Regions from separate parts of the Sus scrofa genome. Here regions 1, 3 and 4 are each linked to region 2. Evidence: chromatin contacts called from public Hi-C and promoter capture Hi-C data. All regions are on one chromosome and are shown on one strand. Each heading gives the region's core, a stretch centred on a gene start, on an enhancer-like site or on the middle of the called end of the contact. The rest is flanking DNA. Distances are from core to core; before and after follow the strand shown.

Region 1 (2,700 bases), core at 127-2,626, 260 kb after region 2:
TGACTCAGATTTACAAAAGAATAACAAATTTTTTGCCTTTTACAGAAGTTCCCAGGCTAGGGGCTGAATTGGAGCTACAGCTGCCAGCCTATGCCACAACCACAGCAACACAGAATCTGAGCCGCATCTTCAACCTACACCACAGCAATGCTGGATCCTTAACCCACTGAGTGAGGTCAGGGATCGAACCTGCAACCTCTTGGTTACTAGTCGGATTCATTTCTGCTGCGCCACAACAGGAACTCCTGAGAAGACTACTCTCAACCCACTGAGAGGCAAGGGATTGAACCTGCATCCTCATAGATACAGTCAGGTTCCTTACCACTGAGCCACAATGGGAATTCCCTAAATACTGAATGTATTCAATTTATTAGGATTCTTAAAAGTCACATTGTTCAATTTTTCCAACAGTTACTGCCAATTTAAAAAAGCGTTTGAAAGTTTAATGCTTATAGGTTGAAACCTGACTAAATTAAATCCATTTGAAAGGAAAAACTGACAGCTTTTAACTAGCCTATAGCCAGGAGGATGGCGCTCAGGTGTGTCAGGTCCCTCTATTTTTCAGCAAAGAACAAAGTAAATCCAGATGCAATTCAACCACACAGAAAAACCCAAACCACCATTACCACTTGGTTTTTCGCGAGGATGAAATAAATGAATTTGGACCCTTCTCTCTCAGTTGGCCATATTGCCCCAAGTTATATGCAAAATCTCTTTTACACTTGAATAAAGAAATTAGTTTTTTTTAAAGGACAAGCCCATACATTAGTGAACTGAGCCTTGAAAAATTTCGTGTGCGGAAATAAATCGGAAATTCATACAAAGCGAAATGTTTAAGAGTTTGAAAAACACTCAGGGCCGTTGCTTGATCGAACATTCAGAACACTTTACAGCATTCGGAATTTCTTCAGGCCTTCCCTCCATCCCCATCAATGATACCTTAGCAGGCATGGAGTTATAGAAGAGAGGAAGGAAATCCCAAAAAGCTGTGTTTTAATGACTTCTTTAAAAACAAAGAGCCCTCGGGGAACGCACTTGGAGTCCTAGGCCCGGTGCTCGGGAGACTCCCTAGACAAGTGCCACCCCCCAGGGCGCATTCCTGCACTTTCCGCGCCCCGGGCAGGGACCGCCAGACCAGGAGCCGGGACCGGGACCAGAGAGGAAGCAAGGCCAGGAGAAGCCAGCGGGAGAGGGCAGGCCCCAAGGTCCGGGATGCTTAGACAAAGGCGAAAGCTGCGCAGGTTGGGACGAAGCAACTCTGAGATGAGGCGGGAGAGAAGCGAGAGGCGGCTTGGGAGTCTGCGCGGCCAGGGGCCCGGGCCGGTGCGGGCTAGGGGTGACCGGCCCACTCACCGTCGGGCGTCGGGGCAGCGCCATGAGGGACGGGACAGGCAAGAGTGGCAGCCCGGCTCAGGCACTGACGCGGTCTAGAAACCAAGAGCACTACTTTCCGCAGCCGCCGTTACGACTGTGCTACCGGCCCGCACCGCCGGATCTTGACCAAGTTGCTTAGTTCCAGGATTCAAATACCGCGCCGCTCGCGCCCCCATTGGGCGGCCCTACGTACGGCGCGCTCCTCCCATTGGCTAATCAAGAGGCATTCCCGAAGGATGATTGGCTGAATTTTCCAGACCCGTCTAGTAGTCGTAACAACTGGTTGTGGGGTTTTTTGTTTTGTTTTTTTTTTTCCTCCCTGCCTCCTGTCCTTTAAAAAAAAAAAAAAAAAAAAAACTCAGACCCTAAGATAAACAAAAATGAAATGCTTCATTTGGAAAGCAGACGTAGGACGTCTTCTCCGAATTTCGACGAGGCCTCAATTACAAAGGTCTATGTTTGTACTGGGTGGGCGGAAGTTGGTTCTCGAGAACATCCTGGAAATGCCATTTCTGACCTTTATTCCTCTTCCGGAAATTTCGCATTGGAGTTAAGGTTGGATTAGCCTGTCTCGGTTATGGAACTGACGACTTGGGATGGTTTCGGGCTGTACTGTTAAGTGAATGACGCTCAAACGTTTGCTTAAGGACTGGGAATTGTGGCGTTTACTCGAAAACTAAGATTCTTGGGGGGGGGAAATAAATGCAATTGATTTGTGTGACTCGTGATTCACGTAAACTCACCGTTGTGTTGCCAGCACCTAGCCCATTGTTTCATATGTGTTGTGGTGAGTGATCGTAAGATCGTAAGATAGTCTATTCGTCGAATAAACTATCTTATGACGTGCAGAAGATTTTAAAAAGAAAATAAGTGTAATCCAGCCTTGGACAGAGGTGGTAGGAGGATCAGGTGAAGACAGGAAAAGAGGAAAGAAAAAAATGAGAGGATCAGGAAAGAGAATAGGAAAGAGTCCCAGGCTCACAATGAAAGTAGTGGAATGAGCTTTGAAGAGCGTCTCCATCCGAGAATTTGAGCAAGCTTTCCCATCACTTCTCCTCCACTCTGTTACTGGGGTACTAATGATGGTTAAGTGAAGTTCAGTGATCTGGATTAATTCCTCGCCTTGCATCAGACATTTCTAGACCTGCTTCCTATTTTGTAAAACAGAAATAATTGCAGCTACCGCGTGGCATGGGAAAAATGTTAGAGTATCCATTGTTCTAAAACTAAAAATTAGATGTCCAGTATGGGGGGGGGAGGGTTGGGAAGAAAAAAATGGATGTTTAGTACACAGGGGTTGTGAGTAAAACTGTATTTTTGCTTTAT
Region 2 (2,700 bases), core at 98-2,597:
ATGTGGCAGTTCCTTGCACAAAACTACTGCTACTTCTTTTTTTTTTTTTTTTTAATTTAGGGCTGCTCCAGAGGCATATAGAGGCTCCCAGGCTAGGGTGCAAATCAGAGTTTCAGCTGTCCACGACAGCAACATGGGATTCAAGCCACGTCTGCAACCTACACCACAGCTCACAGCAATGCCAGATCTCTGACCCACTGAGCAAGGCCAAGGATCAAACTCTCATCCTTGTGGATATTAGGTGGATTTGTTTCTGCTGCACCACAACAGGAACTCCAAAATTCACCCTTTAAAAATGTACAATTCAGTGGTTTTTAGTATATCCACAAAGTTGTACATGAATCACCACTAATTCCTGAATAGTTTCATCGGTAAAAAAACACATACTCATTAGTAATTACTTTCATCCTCCCCTTCCCCAGGTGCTGGCAATCAATAATTTAGCAATTTCTGTTTCTATGGATTTCCCCATTCTCTACTTTCATATAAAAGGAATCATATAATAGGGGGTCTTTTTTCCTGGCTTCCTTCACTTAATGTTTTCAAGGTTCATGTCAGAACATGCATCAGTACTTTCTTCCTTTTTAATGGCTGAATAATATTTCATTCCATGACTACACACATTTTGTTTACCATTCTAAATGAGGATTTTTTTTTTAATTGAAGTGTGGTTAATTTACAATGCTGTGTTACTTTCTGTGGTATAGACAAGAGGATTTTTAACACCCATTTCAACTCCAGGATCCTCTATTCAGGAGACGGGCAACCAACCAAGTTCATAGAGTATACTACAGTAAATCATTATGCTTCACAGTTTTTCTGAGCCCTGAAGTTTCACAGATCTAGGGAGGACCATCCTCTTATGACCCACCTAGTTTACTTCCTGAACCCTGAAAACAATATCGGACTCTCTACCTTTATTTCAGGATTCTGCTTTTCCCCACCCTAATCTTCTCCTAATTGCCCACCTGATTTCTTGATTGCACTACTAATTGTTCTCAACAGATAAATGTTGACTGAGATTGGATGGCACTTTCTTTCCAGGTCTCTCTCCCCTGGCCCTGGCTCACTGCACGTGCAACTTCTCCATCAAAACTCCCCCTCCTCTCCTCCCCCTCCACAAGCCTTCTTTTGTTTTCCAAGGAAATTCAGGTAAAAAAAAGGGTGGGGGAAACGATATTTTTGACTTTCCTCCCAATCCAGACGTTGGAAAGAAAAAGGATTTCCTTTGGGCTGCTGCCACGGCTCTGATCCTTCTGCTGATAAAATATTTCCTTCTTCAAAAAAAAAAAAAAAAGTACAGGAAAATTATACCACTTCGGCCACACCTACTCCAACTTTCGCGTTTAAAGGAAAAAAATTAGAAGTTTACCTCTCTTTCACAGAGTGGTTTTCTTCCTACCAGTTCAGGTCTGGCAGCCGGGAACGAGCTGGGTCAGCAGCGCTCTTTGGAGGCGGGCTTGGAGGAGGACTACAGGATCCAGAGGGCTTTGGAAACTCCGGCAGCTCCAAGCGTGTTGGCTACTACGGTTTCCCTGAGGAGTGACGATGTGAAAACAAACCCTGATTGGTCAGGCCTGAGCTGAATTCTCCATTTATGGACAGATTGCCCAGCCCGAGCCGAGGCTCAGCCAGAAGAGTACGGAGTAAGTGGCTGAAGAAAGAGCGAGGCAAGGCAGCGAGTCGGAGGCGCGCGGAGCATTGCACTCACCTAGGCGGGCGGCGAGCGCCCAGTCTGAGTGGACCCCGGCCCTGGGCAGCATGCGCCCCTCCTGCTAAGTCGCCTCCTTGTCGCCCTCACCTAGCGCCGCCGATCCTGCCTGGATGGAGTCCCCCAAGGGTTCCCATTGGTTCCTGTGAGTGCTTGGGTGTCGAGAGCCTGTTTTTGGCGTAGGGAACCAACTTTTGAAGTTCGCCCAGGAGACTGCATTCCAGCTCCAGCTCCCCGGCAGCCGGACCGGCAGAAGCGCGACTGCGGCGCGAGTCACCATGGTGAGTTGGCCGCGCGGCGTCCCGGGATGCCTGACCCGGGGATGGGGCAGTTAGCCCTGGCGCAGGGCACCCACCTTGGGCAAGCTGCCGAGCCCATGGTTGAAGAAGGTGGACGCTGGAGTCGGCACGTCCCGAGCCCATATTTCCTGCCGCTTTCCTTTAACCGGGCTGAGGGAGAGGGAGTGGGGGCCAAGGAAAACTTTCTTTCAAGTCGTTTTCGGCGTCGCCAAACTTTTCGTGGCCGGGTGGCTATGGCTGCCAGCTGTCGGAAGCCAGAGTATGGTGAGATCTGCTTTCAGGGGCACCGCCCGCGAAGGGGGTCGCTTTTTTCCTGCTGGGAAGGTGGGGGTGGCCGCCCGCGCCCCTCCGCGCGCGCACGCGCGCTCCTCGCTTGCGGCACCAGCGCCGCCGACCCCCGTTCCTCCCCCGGCTGCCGGCAGCGCCGCAGCTGTCCCGCTAGCATCCGCACGCCCGCGGGGGCGGCGCGGCCGCACAAAGGCAGCGGGGCGCCAGGTAGAGCGAGCACCTGGCGGTGGGCTGGCGGCTGCGGGCGAGATTGCCGATGGGCTGTCCGGAGCCACGCTGGCCTGCGCTTCTCCCGGCGCCCGCCGGGATGGTCTTTGCATCAAAAAGGCCAAGTAAACAGCCCCCTCCCTTCCCCAAGTGTGAGGTGGCTGGCACTTTTCGGGTGTACAGCAAACGTTTCGC
Region 3 (2,700 bases), core at 101-2,600, 410 kb after region 2:
TCTTGGGCCACTCCCGCGGCATATGGAGGTTCCTAGGCTAGGGGTCGAATCAGAGCTGCAGCCACCGGCCTACGCCAGAGCCACAGCAACGCGGGATCCGAGCCGCGTCTGCAACCTACACCACAGCTCACTGCAACGCTGGATCGTTAACCCACTGAGCAAGGCCAGGGATTGAACCCGTAACCTCATGGTTCCTAGTCGGATTCGTTAACCACTGCGCCACGACGGGAACTCCCAGAGGTGGATTTAGAATCAGGAGACTGGATTTGAGCACATGCCAGCTATGTGAACATGGACAAGCCATTGTACCTCTCTAAGCCTTGCAGAGATTTACTTCACAGGGTTTGGAAGGATGAGGGGGTTATTGTATGGCAAAGTACATTATAAAGAACTACCCAAACGTCAGGTATTATTTTACAATACCCAGTTTTTCTTTTTTTTTTTGTTCTAATTAATTAATGAGAAAAGGCAACCTAAAGCGACATAAAACTCATCTATTTCAATTTTAAAACCAGGAAATTTCCAGTAAGAATTAAGTGTGTGTCATACTTTGTTTTTGGCATTTATAGAATAATTTTATTCCATAATTGCTTATGCTTTGATGATTAATAATACCGGCTAAAGTTACTCACTTGTACAGGCCAGTCCCGCATAAGGTGGTCATTGTTCTTGGAGTCCCAAATTTTGAGGGGATCAAACAGTGAGGACAGTAAATGAGAACGGTAACAGGCACCTATAAACTAAACTCCTTATTCAGTAATCAATTTTGTGTTGAGACATCCGGACCCCCCGGAGAGGATGATAAACTGGCCAGTTCAGAAGGGAAGTTGTCCTGCTTTTCCAGTGAGATGGGCAGTCCTAGAATAAACGAAGATTTCCTGGGCAGAGGCACGTTTTCCCCGAGACAGCTTGGGCGGCTTATCACACAGGCAAGCCCTTTATATTCTTATAACCCTTTATGCTCTTTATATTAACCGCCCTAGGGTTTCTTTCCGGCCTTTGAATGGAACTTGGGGAAACTAGTTCGTTCGTGCACAGAGGCCACATTTTTTTTGATTATTCAGCAGAACCGATAAAGTATTTCCCTGAAGAGGTTCACGGAGCGCACACGCCTCTTACTCTGTGTTGAGTAACGCGCGAACTATGTATGCCGAGAGTGCCTAGCACACTGCTGTTGCTCAAGACTAGAGACGTTGCCAAAACATGGCTAACGAAGCAGCGCGGAACCATGGAGGTATGGAAGTTGGTGCGGTTGGACGCGCCCGACCTCCCCAGCCCACGCATGAAGTCGCACCGCCCAGGTGGCAAGACCGGCTCCGCGGCGCGCGCGGGGCGCCGTCCCCTGCGCAAGTGCGCACGCGCGCCCGTCATCCGGGTGCTGATCGCTGCTGCAGGTTGCGCCCGGGTGGCGAATAGGGGGCGGGGCCAGCGGCTCATTGTGCGCAGCGCTGCGCGGCGCCGGCTGCCGGCGAGGCCTGGGTCGAAGTTGGAGCTGCTGCCGCCGCCCTGCAGCCCACTGGCTGCCTCGGCCGCGCGCTGCTCTTCTAAAATGGCTGCCGCCACCGGTGCTGTGGCAGCCTCGGCTGCCTCCGGTCAGGCAGAAGGTAAAAAGATCACCGATCTGCGGGTCATCGATCTCAAGTCCGAGCTGAAGCGGCGGAACTTGGATATCACCGGAGTCAAGACTGTGCTCGTCTCCCGACTCAAGCAGGTGAGGCCCGGCGAGGGCCGGGAAGGCGAGCTTAGGCCGCGCCTCGGAGCCCCCACTTCCGCCGCAGCTCCCGGCCACCCGCAGCCGCCGGGACCCGAGGGGTGGCACGGTGGGGAGGCCCCAGGCGGCGCCCGCGCGCGCGGGGAGAGCTAGGACCCTCCCGCGGCGCCCCCGCCCCCGCCTCCGTGCGCCGGGCCTGGCCTGCCCTGGGCCAGCGAGCAGCCCGGGACCGGCCGCCGCAGCCGAGCGCACCCTTGCTTCCCCAGGGACGTCCTCGCCAGGCTGGCAGGACTGCAGCCGGCCGGCGCGGCCTCCCAAGGGCGACCGTGGAGATCCGGGAGGCACTCGGTCCCCAGCCTTTAGCGATGGTGAGCGCGTGCATTTCTTGGCCTCATAGGGACTGGTTACTTTGGTGACTTCTGCGAAGTTACCGTTTAATTGTGCCCAACCGTTTCCTCCCCATATTGGAGGGGAATTGATAGTGGGAGTTGATGGGTGGGTAAGAGAAAGGATTTGTTTTCCGCTGGGTTTTCTGTTTATGCATTAGCGCAATAATCTGCTTTTTCATCCCGGATAATCTTTCTGGTTTGAGTGAGTGTTGAAACTGTAGTAGAGGAGAAATAAGTTTGTATTATAGAAATTAGGAAAGCTCTTTTTAGTTCTTTGCTTTCGTAGCTAGCAACTTTTCTGCAATCGAGAATATTTAGACTTTTGTTCAGTATGATAATATGTGATAGTTAATTTTTTCGACTGGGTAAAATATAAAGCTCCATGTGATTTTGATACCTAATGATATTTCCTCCTGAAAGTGTCTCTCGTGTAGTTAAATTGCTCCTTTTTGAAGTTGCTTTATGAAATGACTGGCAATTCTGACGTCTTGAGGCTTGAGGTTTGCTATTTTTTCATTTCGTTTTTATAAAATAAGTTTAGATAGATTGTGTAGCATATTAACTTCTCTTTCTAATGTAGGCTATTGAAGAGGAAGGAGG
Region 4 (2,700 bases), core at 132-2,631, 380 kb after region 2:
CTTTTCGGCTGAAGGGGTCTCCAAAACAAGAACATTAAACATAAAACTTCAAATGAAATAAAGTCTAGATTAAGTCAAACTTTAAAAAGCTATAAGAACTATAAAATGAAGTCTATGTCAGCTGGCATCTTACTACCCCAAAGAGTTCTAAATTCATACTGTAGAGAAATCAAGAAACAGGAAAGCATGCAATACAATGGAGTCACCCCACACTACAAACATGAACAAATTAAAAGAATACCCTATACTTCCTGGTATTTTTTAAATGTTAGACTTGCTGAAACTAAAACAATTTTGTAAATTAATCCTTCTTCGATTTTTACAAGAGGATTATTTAAAAAAAAAAAAAGACTTGCGTTAAACTTATCTACTATAACTTACGAACTACGGTGACAAACCTCCATTTTTTCAGCACGGAAGAAATATTTCCACTACAGCACTGTCACTGACTCTGATAATTATCTAAGGTCAAAACTGAAAATATCAATCTTCTTTTAAAGAGCAACAAGCCAACTCTATACAAAATCTGACGCGTCTGTATTTCTGCTGTTCCGCGGTCTACGTTTCCTTGATCAGAGAAGAAGGCAACTCCCTAACCGTCAGGGCTGACTTAGCGCCCCCCAACACCCCGGGTGCGGGTTACCTCCGTCACTCCATTGTCAAATCGCACTCCCACGCTCAGTCCTCAGCCCCCGTCCTAAGACTCCAGGGAAGTCGAAAAAGGGAAAGAAATCCCCTCACCCACAGTCCCTTTCTGAGAAGTGTGGGTGTGTCGGTAGACGAATGCTTTGCTCAAACACAATCAGATCTTCTGCGGACACCCAGACCCTAAGTCACTATGGAGCCAGCAATAACCGGCCGGTCGCCGACCCTAGCCTGCCTCGGCCGCAGCCCTTCCTCTTTCTCCCCTCCAGTCCGGCCCCTCCCCCGTTGCGCGCACGCGCGGCCTCCAATCGATCCCCTCCCCCCCGGCCCCCTCACCTTAATCATTAGCTACCCTCTTCCCAGGCTCCGGGAATCACTGGCCCAGGAAGGAAGACAGAAGATGTAAGGGGGGAAGAGGATGCGTCGAGAACCAGTGATCTGCGCCTCAGCTGTTGGCCTAATAGGCCCCTACAGTCAAGAGCAATGTCTGTCACCGCCACCAAAACTGTACGAGCGGCAGCGGCTGGTTCGGCCCAGCTGACCCGGCTTGGGTTCAGAATGCCTAATTTGGTCCCACAGGAACTCCTTCCGCGAAGCTGCGGGCTCTTCTATGCTGCCCAGACCGAACACCTCGCCACCGTCGCCGCCACTGCTGCCGCTCTCCGGCCACCGCCGCCGCCGCCGCCTAACCAATCCCTCCTCTCCCGAGCAAGCACGACACTCGGGGGCTTTACGACAGTTCGCAAAGTAAGAGCGCAGCAGCCTTCAAGCCTCTATTAACATCTGTTTGTTTCTGCGCTTGCTCAGATTCTAGTTTCTCACCGTCCCGCCCCCTCTTTCCTGGCCCTCCCCCTTTGTACTCGCTTTAACATTTAGTGGGCGAAACCTAACGATGTCATAAAGCTCATTATTTTATTTTTCATGGTGAAACATGTCAGTATTTAGGCAAAATACTGACTACATCTTGGCTGATTTTTTCATAACGAAAAGTTAACAACTAACCGAAGGTTTATTGACTATACTTAACTTACAGTTGAACAAAAACATAATTCTTTAGTGTCTTTCACAGCAAATGATACTCAAATCATACTTGCCATCATAAAGATCCTGGTACTTCACCGTTAAGATGAATTTACTTCCGTAATCAGATCAAAAGTAGTAGTAAATGTCCTGGGAACTAACCGTACATATGCCTTTTAAGTATTTTATAAAAATCAGTAGTTAGCAAATGTTTCATTATGTGCATTAGAAGGATGTAGGGAAAGAGGATGTAGGCTTTGGAATCAGATTTCCTTCCAAATCCCACTGATACCAATTAACAGCTGTCTAATTGATTACAGACTTTTGTAAATATTTCCAAAGGAAAGGAAGGAAGGAAGAGAGGGTGGGAGGGACGGGAGGAAGAAAAGAAAGAAAATATCAATTATACTTCAATTTTTAAAAAATGAGGGTTTCCCGTTGTGGCTCAGCGGTAGCGAATCCGGCTGGTGTGGGTGTGGGTCCCTTGCCCCGCTCAGTGGGTTAAAGATCCAGGGTTGTGGGGAACTGCGGTGTAGCTCACAGACAGGACTCAGGATCTATGTGGCTGTGGCCGGCAGCTGCAGCTCTGATTAGACCCCTAGCCTGAGAACTTCCATATGCCCAAGGTGCCTGCTGCCCTTAAAAAAAAGAAAAAAGAAAGAAAGAAAGAAAAAAGTCTAAATCAAAAAAAACTTCAGTTTTGTTCTCTAAAAACTAAGGTAATATCATTTACCTCAAAGGGTTCTTGTGAGATTAAAAGAGTTCATGTAATGCTTCAAACATTACTTACCAATTAAGTTTTCAATAAACATTGATTCCTTTCTTTTGTCATCAACTTATCTTTCTCAATACCCCTTCCTTTGTCTATATTCTCCATATTGTTAAATGAAGAAAATATTTTAAAATAATAATGTTAATAAACAAGAAAGGGTAACAGGTTTTGTAGGTTAACCAGAAAAATATTGAACCAGGATTTTATTTCAACCCTCATACTTTCTCACTCTAAATATAAAATTCTCCCTCATCCTATCTACT

The links. Promoter capture Hi-C pulls out the DNA fragments that hold promoters and counts their contacts. A called contact is a pair of places that touch in the nucleus more often than the background predicts.
Region 1: a contact with region 2 is called in a Hi-C map of skeletal muscle, with 5 times the contacts expected there. The contact joins the promoter of CCNB2 here to the promoter of MYO1E in region 2. A contact is called at or near these places in 2 of 47 Hi-C or Micro-C datasets (mesenteric adipose tissue and skeletal muscle).
Region 3: a promoter capture Hi-C map of liver shows a contact between it and region 2, with 4 times the contacts expected there. The contact joins the promoter of SLTM here to the promoter of MYO1E in region 2. A contact is called at or near these places in 1 of 5 promoter capture datasets (liver), 1 of 47 Hi-C or Micro-C datasets (liver) and 1 of 2 datasets of contacts at active chromatin or transcription factors (alveolar macrophages).
Region 4: a Hi-C map of embryonic fibroblasts shows a contact between it and region 2, with 2.7 times the contacts expected there. The contact joins the promoter of RNF111 here to the promoter of MYO1E in region 2. A contact is called at or near these places in 1 of 5 promoter capture datasets (liver), 9 of 47 Hi-C or Micro-C datasets (alveolar macrophages, embryonic fibroblasts, fetal heart ventricle and 6 more) and 2 of 2 datasets of contacts at active chromatin or transcription factors (alveolar macrophages and skeletal muscle).

What each region holds. Positions count from the first base shown.
Region 1 is chr1:112,940,696-112,943,395 of Sscrofa11.1, forward strand. It overlaps CCNB2 (cyclin B2), which reads right to left and starts at 1,377. Exons shown (of 9, transcript NM_001114282.1): 1 at 1,354-1,377. The coding sequence starts at 1,377.
Region 2 is chr1:112,676,198-112,678,897 of Sscrofa11.1, forward strand. It overlaps MYO1E (unconventional myosin-Ie), which reads left to right and starts at 1,348. Exons shown (of 28, transcript XM_003353343.5): 1 at 1,348-1,992. The coding sequence starts at 1,990. It overlaps FAM81A (protein FAM81A), which reads right to left and starts at 1,478. Exons shown (of 9, transcript XM_005659549.3): 1 at 1,373-1,478.
Region 3 is chr1:113,083,745-113,086,444 of Sscrofa11.1, forward strand. SLTM (SAFB-like transcription modulator) reads left to right here and starts at 1,351. Exons shown (of 21, transcript XM_021073623.1): 1 at 1,351-1,711; 2 at 2,681-2,700. The coding sequence starts at 1,550.
Region 4 is chr1:113,058,225-113,060,924 of Sscrofa11.1, forward strand. It overlaps RNF111 (E3 ubiquitin-protein ligase Arkadia), which reads right to left and starts at 1,382. Exons shown (of 14, transcript XM_013992925.2): 1 at 982-1,382.